2 separate regions of the Sus scrofa genome follow, and region 2 is linked to region 1. A link is a contact called in public Hi-C data. All regions are on one chromosome and are shown on one strand. The core of a region is the stretch at or near the end of the contact, and the rest is flanking DNA. Distances in the headings are between cores, read along the strand shown. Region 1 holds the start of BROX (BRO1 domain-containing protein BROX). Region 2 holds the start of CHML (rab proteins geranylgeranyltransferase component A 2).

The links. Hi-C and Micro-C count contacts between places; a contact is called where the count stands out from the background.
Region 2: a contact with region 1 is called in a Hi-C map of liver, with 4 times the contacts expected there. The contact joins the promoter of CHML here to the promoter of BROX in region 1. A contact is called at or near these places in 3 of 5 promoter capture datasets (fetal liver, fetal skeletal muscle and liver), 2 of 47 Hi-C or Micro-C datasets (liver and skeletal muscle) and 1 of 2 datasets of contacts at active chromatin or transcription factors (alveolar macrophages).

The regions. Positions count from the first base shown.
Region 1 is chr10:11,464,729-11,469,263 of Sscrofa11.1, forward strand. BROX (BRO1 domain-containing protein BROX) reads left to right here and starts at 1,445. Exons shown (of 13, transcript XM_013980031.2): 1 at 1,445-2,525. AIDA (axin interactor, dorsalization-associated protein) reads right to left here and starts at 2,121. Exons shown (of 10, transcript XM_003130513.6): 1 at 1,797-2,121. The coding sequence starts at 1,906.
Region 2 is chr10:11,833,421-11,838,196 of Sscrofa11.1, forward strand. CHML (rab proteins geranylgeranyltransferase component A 2) reads left to right here and starts at 2,052. Exons shown (of 2, transcript XM_021064370.1): 1 at 2,052-2,446. WDR64 (WD repeat-containing protein 64) reads right to left here and starts at 1,867. Exons shown (of 28, transcript XM_021064368.1): 1 at 1,614-1,867.

The DNA.
Region 1 (4,535 bases), core at 195-2,694:
TTACATAATAATTTGAGAACTACTCTGAATCAGGCAGTTCCAAATTTAGTAACTGAGGTTCAACAATGGATTTGTCCAAGCCTATTACTCTCTTATTGAGATGTTTCTAGAAATTCCAGCTAAACAGCTTGCATATTCAATTTTCCTTTGTAATTTCAATTGGACATGGTATTCTTTCCATTGGGAGGGCTGCTGCTGAGCGCCAACAGCTGTGAAATCCCGCCCCTTCACACGTGAGAGGCCGCTTTAGATTTCAGGATTTGCTGGTTAACACACACAACAAGTACAGAGATGCTCCCTGCCTAACTGGCTACGGTCTGGAAGGATCCTTCTCTATGATGAAGGACATTTAATTGGTTCAATTTACTTCCACCTCGTAAATAAAATGTCTTATACATCCACAGTAGAGCTGCCAGAATTTGGAACTTAATAACAACAAAAAAAAACCCCAGACTTCAGTGGTATAGTTCTGTGACCCTAGGTAATCCTATTAGCCTGAGCTTTCAGTTTCCTCATTTGCAAAATAGGAATAATATTATTATCCTCCCTGAGCCTTCGCAAGAGCAAGTGAAATCAACTGAAGTGTAAAACAAACGCCAGCAGTTGTTACACAAGGCAAAAGTTCCCAGAGTACGATGGGTTGCAGGGCTTTTTAAACCTACAGGCAATTCCAAGGCAGTAAGATGAGGTGGAACTGATTTTAAATTATCTTTAGCGGTCCGATTAACTACTGTAGACAACTACTGCAAAGAATAAAGGGTTGAGATCTTCCAAGCACTACTCCTGTATTCTTTCCAAAAAACACTGGGCGGGGGAAGATTTTACTACATGGTTTTAAACGATAACTTTCTTTAAAACTGAGAAGTAATTGATGGCAACAGTTTGCAAACAATAGCAATTTAGCAGGCAGTTCTTATTTTCAGCGAAATGTGCTAGAAAAGGGCAACGTTTTATGCATACGCAAACTTTCTCTTTTAATTTTAAAAACATCCCTTAAGTTTTGGGAGGCAACCAGAAAGGGAAAGAAGTTGGATTTCGGTGGATCAAAGAACCTGGTGCTCGCGTGTACCCTACGGCTACACATCATACACAGGAAAAGGAGGAGGGACCCAAAGAGGGAGTGGTGGCTCCTGCGCGTAGTCTATTAATTCACATTTTGCTCTCTTCTGTTCACATCCTGCGCGGACTCCACCCAGAGCCACCGAGCGAGGGGGCGGGTGGGACTGACACCGCCCAGCAAATAACAGTCCCAGAAACCGAAACAGAATCGAGGTGAATTGGGAAAACACGGCTCACCAGAAAGAGGGGTGGAGAAGGGGCGCGAGAGGGGACCTTCCTCCCAGCTGATGAGACACCTCCCGCCTCGCTGCTTCCTGGGGACACCCCCTCGGTCCGCCGCCAGCAGTGCCCGTCTGTCCCACCCACGCGAGGAGGCGGGCACGGTACGCGGAGCAAGGCCCCTCACACGAGTATTCCACAGAGACTCCCAGAGAAGCCGAGGGGCGGCCACCCGGAGAAGCGGAAAAAAGCAGGAAAGGGAACTGGCTGCAGAGCGGGGATCCGCGAGACGGTGGAAGGAACTAAGGACTGGCCCTCAGGGCCGGCGCCCGGCAAAGAAGGGCTACCTGTTGCACGGAACTGGCCCTGCGGAGGCGGAGGGCGGACCGCCGTCCCCGGGGCCAGGGCTGCGGGGCCCCGCCCTGCGAAGCCCAGGCTGCAGAAAGTGCGGAGAGACGCCGCCAGGGGAAGGGGCGGCCGCCGAGCCCGCCCGGGCCGCTCCGCCGCGGGGCACTCACATCTGATATTCGTCTATCGCCTCCACCAGCTGGCCCCAGGAGTCGAAGTCGGCGCCTCGCCTGAAGCTGGCGCCCCAGCGCTGCAGCAGGCTCCGGGTCACCTCCGACATGGCCGGTGCCCACCCCGTCCCCTCCCGCCCCTGCCCCAGCAAGGCCGGGCTCTAGGGCGCCATCCTCCCCGGGCCTGGCCCCGACATTAACAGGGCCGGGAGGAACCGCTACGGCCACCGCCGCCACCCGCCAAGGAGCCGCCCAAGCCCATTTGCCGCCACAGCCAAACTTTGCGGCTCTGAGGAGGCCGCCCCGCCGAGGCCCCGCCTCCGAGGCCCCGCCCCCGCGTTAGGTTGAGGCCGCCCCGCGCCCCCGAGCGGCAGCCATTGCTATCGTGGCATTCTTGCTGCGCTCGGGAGGCTCTGCTAGCTCCGCTCTTCGTCTCTGGAGGAGAGACCGAGCTCAAGAGGAACGCCCTTAGAGGAGTATCTAAGAAATGGATGAGGAACTGAGTGTCGTAAGGGGGCTGCCCCAATGCGGCCGTCCCCGCCCCTAAGCACCGTGCTACTGCCGCCTCGGTAGCTGTCATGGCTGTCGTGCCACGTGACCCAGCTCGCGCAGGCCTGGTTTCCCGTCGCTCTAGTTCGGTAGTCCCGACTCCCACCCCTTTTCGTTTTAGGACTCGGATATTGCCTTTCTTCCCTCAGAAGGGCTACTGTGCAGACTCCGAGAGATCCGGTAAGTTTGTCATGAGGATGGATGTTGCCAGTGCTATCCCTACCCCTGTTGTCTCCACGGAGTCCCAACCTATAGGATCACCTCCTTTTACACCATCTCTACAGACTCCCGGATTGTGGTCCCCAAAGTATCCTTGAAACAAATGAGAAAAAATCCGTACTGGTCCCGCTAATCAATGCTATAAACATCTAGGTTTGCCGAATCCTGTTGTCCGCGTTTCCACTAACACGGGGATCTTACAAGCTAAATGGGGGGTTGCCTAATCGCCTTCTGCTTGCCTCTTTCGGGTAGATAGTATCGGCTTTCCACAAAAATGTCTGCTCAGGCAGGGCACGCTAGGGTGTGCGCCTGCGCAACTCCTACGTTAAGGCGGAAGGGGCACCGGAGGAAGAGGCTGGGTGGTAAACAGGAAGTGGAGGTTCCGAGCCTCGGGGGCGGCACTGAGGTAGGTTCCTCGGGAGACCCAGGGTCTCCTGAGTGGGTGGACCCGTATCAGTAATCGGATTCCTCGGGAAGAGGCGGGTTAGGTGGCAGCCTCGATCCGACTCTTGTGCTGGTGGCTGTAGAGGCTCCGTCACACCTGCAGGTGGGTGTGTCGTCCTTCCACCCACCCTCGGAAAGGTCGAACACTGGAGTCGGATCTCTGACCCCGAGGGATCCGACGGGGCGGAGAGCACGGTACCCACCCCTGCGTTGCTGAGGTTAAGATTTTCAGAACTTCAGACATCCTCATCCAGGACATGGGAGGTCGCCTTCAAAGAGTACTTGTAGAAAATTTGTTGTCACAATCAAGAGTATTGTGTGCCATTATCACTAGAAGGCTTGGTTTTATGTGCGCAGAGATGGTGTATTAGTTTACTTAGGTGATAAAGGAAGTTTATATGGATATTGTTTAGAAGGTTATATGTTTTTGAAGAACCTTAAACGTTTTGAGTCGTAAATGAACTTGCTCAATTTTTCGTTGAATACGCAATGCATTTTCTCTTTCTTAAGTACCTGGTGCTCTCCAAAACCGGTTTCGCTTTGAATAAATATGGTAAGGGAGATGTTTAAAGTAGGTATTTTGGAGTTTCCGTCCTGGTCAGCGGTAACAACCGGGTGCATGAGGACGTGGATTTGATCCCTGGCCTCGCTGAGTGGGTCAAAGATCCAGCGTTGCCATGAGTTGTAGTGTAGGTCACAGCCCTGGATCTGCTGTTGCTGTGGCTGTGGTGTAGGCCGGCAGCTACAGCTCCTATTGGAACCCTAGCCTGGAAACTTCCATATGCCACAGCTGCAGCCCTAAAAAAAGACATAAATAAATAAATGAATAAAGTAGGTATTTTTTACACCGTGCAGCCTTTTCCCAGTAAGAAAAGTCAATGAACGACATTGTATAATGCCTTCAGATTTCTAGGCTCTTACTTGCTGGAATCCACTCGCCATGTTTAAATCTTCAGTTAGACTGTCCTGTATTATCTTCTTTGTCTACCCAAAGACTTTAAACAAGTGACATACTCCTTTCTTTTTTTTTTGAACTAAAAGGTGTGGGATTCAATTTTTTAAGTTGGCATTTCACTAAGGTAGTTTTCCAGATATTTTGGTGTTTGGAAGAGACATTATTGACCGAGCATTATGTGCTTGTTTTTGTCATTAAACTCTTATTAGCTGTTCTGTGGAAAGCATATTTATTATAGCACACATGCTACAACTTGGCATCTGCAGTGTCTTGTAGAAAATACAGTTAATTTTAAACCCATTTCTTTCAGGTAACCTTAGCAGTCTAAATAAAGGGCACCATTTGAACCTGTTTTGGAATTATATTCTCTGGTCCTGTGTTCTTATTTGCAGCTGTCCAGCCACAGTCTAGTACTGTGCTACTCAGAGCTGTAGTTTAGGGACCAGCAGCATCACCAGCTCAGGTCCTACCCTAGACTGTTGAATCAGAGGCTGCATTTTAACAAGAACCCCTACCCCCTACCGTGGTGATTTTTATGTACGTTAAGGTTTAATCATCACTGCTTTAGTATA
Region 2 (4,776 bases), core at 802-3,301, 370 kb after region 1:
GACCAGAAAGGCTTTGAGAACTAAGATGTCAACCAAGGGCACTGAAGAACAGCTGGAAAAAGATATTGGAGATCAAGTTCATTTCACTTGCACCTACCGAGTCCAGCTCACTCAGTAAACTGGTTACATCTGCACGCTTCTCCTACTTTAACAGAATGAGATGCAGGCACAATCTGAAAATGCTTTTTATTGTGGCAAAATATGCAGAACATAAAATTTATCATCTCAGTCATTTTAAGTGAGCAGTTCAGTGGCATAATCAACTATCTACCTGTGCTACCATCCCCGCTCTTCATTTCCAGAACTTTGACAACCTCCCGAACTGAAGCTCTGTACCCGTGAACCGCTAACTCCCCATCCCGCCCTCCCCGCAGCCCTGAACTATTCTACATTCTGTCATTAAGAATTTGCCTATTCTCAGTCCCTCACAGAAGCGGAATCATATATTTGTCCTTTTGTGTCTGGCTTATTTCACTTAGCATAATGTTTTCAAGATTTATCTATGTTGCAGCACGTATTAGAATTTCATTTCTTTTTATGATGGAATAATATTCATTGTATGTACATATCGCATTTTGTGTATCCATTTTTCTGTGGATGGACATTTGGTTTATTTCCACCGTTTGGCTATTGGGAATACTACTACTATGAACACTGGTGGACAAAATCATGTTCCAGCCCCTGCTTTCAATTAATTCTTTTGGCTATATATCTAGAAGCAGAATGGCTGGATCATACGATAAATCCATGTTTTTTGAGCCACTGCAGTCACAGTGGCTGCATCCTGTTGAGCCACAACAGGAGCTCCTGTCTTATTTTCTTTATGGCACATTTCACAACACTACATATTTGATTATCATCTGTTCTCCCAACACGACTGGAACATAAGCTTTATGAGGACAGGAACTCAGCACCAATGAAAGAATGAATGAATACCTTGGGAAAAAACACAGAGTCCCTCTTCATTTAAGCATGCATCAAACTACTATTTATTAAGACCTTACTGTAGACTAGGCACATGTTGTAAACACAACGGATATTAGGCACAGAGCTTGTTAAATGGTTGTATAAATCTAAAATATAAAATTAGAGTTTTTAAAAGGACTGGGTGGGTGAGTCCCCTAGAGGACAAGTCCAGATCGGAAGCCTTAAGAAAAAATCACCAGCTATTGCTCCATGCACCATGATAGGAAGTAACCTTGTCTTGACAATTAGATTATATCTCCAAGGCCCACAAAACCGGGGTTCAGTGAAGCTAGCAATTTTCTAGGGATCTTCTAATGGAGGTGGGAGACACACTCCCTCGTGGAGGGCAGTTCCTTCGCCCTTGCACAGGCACAGTGCTGGCCAGCGGCGCCCAGGACAGCCTGTAGGACCAGCTCAGGACTGTGCACCCCGCAAAGACTACGGTCAGTTCCGGGACCTATGCTTGCCTTGCCCTCTATTTTCACTGGGTAAAAGGCCAGAGGTGCTGCCCCAGGTATAGCACCCACCTCTCTGCAACTGCGAGATGTGGGCTGGAGCTCGAGGGCGCCGCCTCAGTCGCCACAGCGCCCCTGCATGGAGGACAGCAAGGGCAAAATGAGCAGGCCTGGGGTGCAGCCGGGGCTTACCTCAAGTGTGCAGTACGCGAGCGGGTAGTAACAGCTTCCCGGAGAGGGAGAAGCCAAAGGATCCTGCCATAAATGGTCCTTAATGAGGGAGTGAGTGGGGAAAGAGGAGAGCCCTTCCAGCTGGGTGAGGAGGGCTGCGGAGAGAGGAGCCCCCGGCGATGCTTTGCCTCCAGGCCCCCACGGACTGTGCCGGCGGTGGCGGGTTACTGGGGACCTCAGGGCGTGGGGAGAGGACCCGGCGAATCAGGAAGCAGCTTGGACAGCGAGCAGGGGAGGGGTTAAGGTTGGGAGGTGCTCCGGGGCGGGGCTACAGGGCGCTAGGGGGCGGGGTTACGGCTGGGAGGGGCGTAGGGGCGGGGCTACAGGGAGGGAAAGGGCGGGGTTACGGTAGGGAGGGGGTAGGGGCGGGGCTACAGGGCGGGAAGGGGCGGGGTTACGAGCGGCGTCAGCGGTCTGCGCAGGGGCAGAAAGGGGCGACGGGGACCTCTGAGTGCGCAGAGCCCCGCGCAGAGCCCCAACCAGAGCGGTGCGCGCCGGCGCCTGGCGTGCACACCCAGAGAGGTGGCGGGGCGGCGAGGGCGCCGTGGGGCCCTCACGCCGCCTATCGGGGCGACTACGGGTGCGGGGCACTGCTGCGCCGGAAGCATCCTGCTGCTGCTCGTCCTCTACTTCAAATTCCAGCGGCTCCGCAGCCCCGCTTCGCCGGGCGCCCCCTGCTCATCGTTAGCCTCCGCCACCTGCTGCCTTCCGTTCTCGCGGCCGCGGTGGCTTTCGCGCCCCACAGAGGGGCGGCGCGGATGGTGCGTGAGACGGCTTCATCAGCAGCCTGTAGGGTGAGTGCCGGCGGAGACCGCCTCCTTCTGCGCCCCGACCTAGAGGCTGTGCTCTCCTGACCTCGCCTCCCCCGCCTCGACATCTCTTCCTCCGGCCTCCCCGCCTCACTTCATCCGCTCCCAGACCTCACTCCCTCCACCGGTCCTCCTCGCTCGCTGATCTCCGCCCCTCCCCGTGCTCCCAGGCCCCTCGCCCACCCAGACCCCAGCCTGCTGCCGCAGCTCCTCAATCACCTGCTCGGGAGCTCATCTCACTTGTCTGCTTTCACCTCCTGATTTAATTCAGTAGGGCCCGAGACAGTGGTTTTGACACTTTGAGGAAAGAAACGAGAGGGTGAAGTCAAGAACTTCAAGAAAAAAAGTGGTAGTATTTGTGAAACTTGGAGAGGGTGATGAGAAGTGATTTAATTCATATATTATTTTGCTAAAATGAGAGGTAGAAATCTGACATAGCAACAATGTGTAAATTTTTTTTTAAAATGCTCATTATCAGTTGTAAACCTTTGCTTTCTAGGAAGTGAAATAGTTTTATTCAGGTCCTCAGAATGCAAATTGTGCTCTATAAGCTATTTTTACTATATTTTCCTCCTTATAGGTTCCACCACACCAAAATATAAGGCGAGATTGCAAAAATGGCTCAGAGAACCCCTACTGAAATGGACAGATAATTAGCTATGCAGCCAGTAGATTTCATTAAACTAGAACTTGATCGTTAATTGAAATTTTTTATTTTTTTATTTTTTTGTCTTTTTGCTATTTTTTGGGCCGCTCCCGCGGCACATGGAGGTTCCCAGGCTAGGGGTCTAATCGGAGCTGCAGCCACCGGCCTACGCCAGAGCCACAGCAACGTGGGATCCGAGCCGCGTCTGCAACACCACAGTTCATGGCAACTCCGGATCGTTAACCCACTGAGCAAGGGCAGGGATCGAACCCGCAACCTCATGGTTCCTAGTCGGATTCGTTAACCACTGCGCCATGACGAGAACTCCCTGAAATTTTTTAAAAAACTACTCTTACTCCTATTGAAGATTTAAATCTCACTGAGATTGACATTTCAAAGGACGAGCTACCCAACGTGTCATTGAAGATGTGATTTTTCCAAGCTTGGGAAAGAAACTATTTTTGTGTGTGTGGTCCAGAAGTTTCACTTATACAAAGATTTGAAATAGAAATGTATATTTCTCAGGTCGTAAGTTTCCTTTTAAAAAGTCCTAAAATCCCTAATAATTTATTACTGCTTTTATCTTAACAGGTTTAGAAGAGCAAAACCTTTGTAGCATTATCAAAATATTGATAATCACTAACCTATGTGGTAACAAACTCAAATATTATGTATGTTATGATTCCTTAATACATACCTACATATATATTTTTTTTTTTCTTTTTTCCCTTTTTATAGCTGCACCTGTGGCCTATGGAAGTTCCCAGGTTAGGGGTTGAATCAGAGCTGCAGCTGCCAGCCTACATCACAGCCAGGCAATACTGGATCCAAGCCTCATCTGCGACCAGCACCACAGCTTGCAGCGTTGCCAGATCCTTAACCCACTGAGCCAGGCCAGGGATTGAATCCGCATCCTCACAGACACTACGTCCAGCTCTTAACCTGCTGAGCCACAATGGGAAGCCCTCTTTTTTTATATTTTGCAGGAAACAAGAAAATGTCGTAGAAATCATAATTTCACTTATTTGATGGCCTCAGTGATTCTGATATTCTAATAATACCAACCCTTTCCCAATAAACATTAATCTGAGAACTTCAACTATATAAGACTTGAAACCTGGGAGGAAGCTATAGGTGTGTGTAGGTGTTGCTATAGATGCAGTAGATTGCACTCTTTATATTAATGTCTGATGCCTGCCGGCAGTGTTCAGGCAAGGCTGAGGTTTAAAGAGGGCCGTTCATGCAGAGCCTGACATATCCTCAGTGGCAGATACTGGGTCACAGACGTGAAAGTTCTGATCTACAAGAAAGACTTTGTGCTGGTAAATTCTGTTTCTATTCCAGCTCCGTGCCCGGGAGCTTGGAGACGAGTGTATTGGGGTCTTTATTGGTACCAACGTCCCCCTCTTCCTCATCCGTTCCATCTTGCAGCCCCACCCTGATGTGTCTCCTCGTCTTTTCCATCCTTTTTCTCTCTCTCATCATCCCTGCTCTGGTCCCACCCCAATCAGAAGGAATTTTCTAAGCCAACTAGAAAATTGTGGCTCGCTGGTAACAAACCTGACTAGTATCCATGAGGATGCAGGTTCAATCCCTGGCCTTGCTCACTGGGTTAAGGATCCAGCGTTGCCGTGAGCTGTGGTGTAGGCTGGCAGCTGCAGCTCCAATT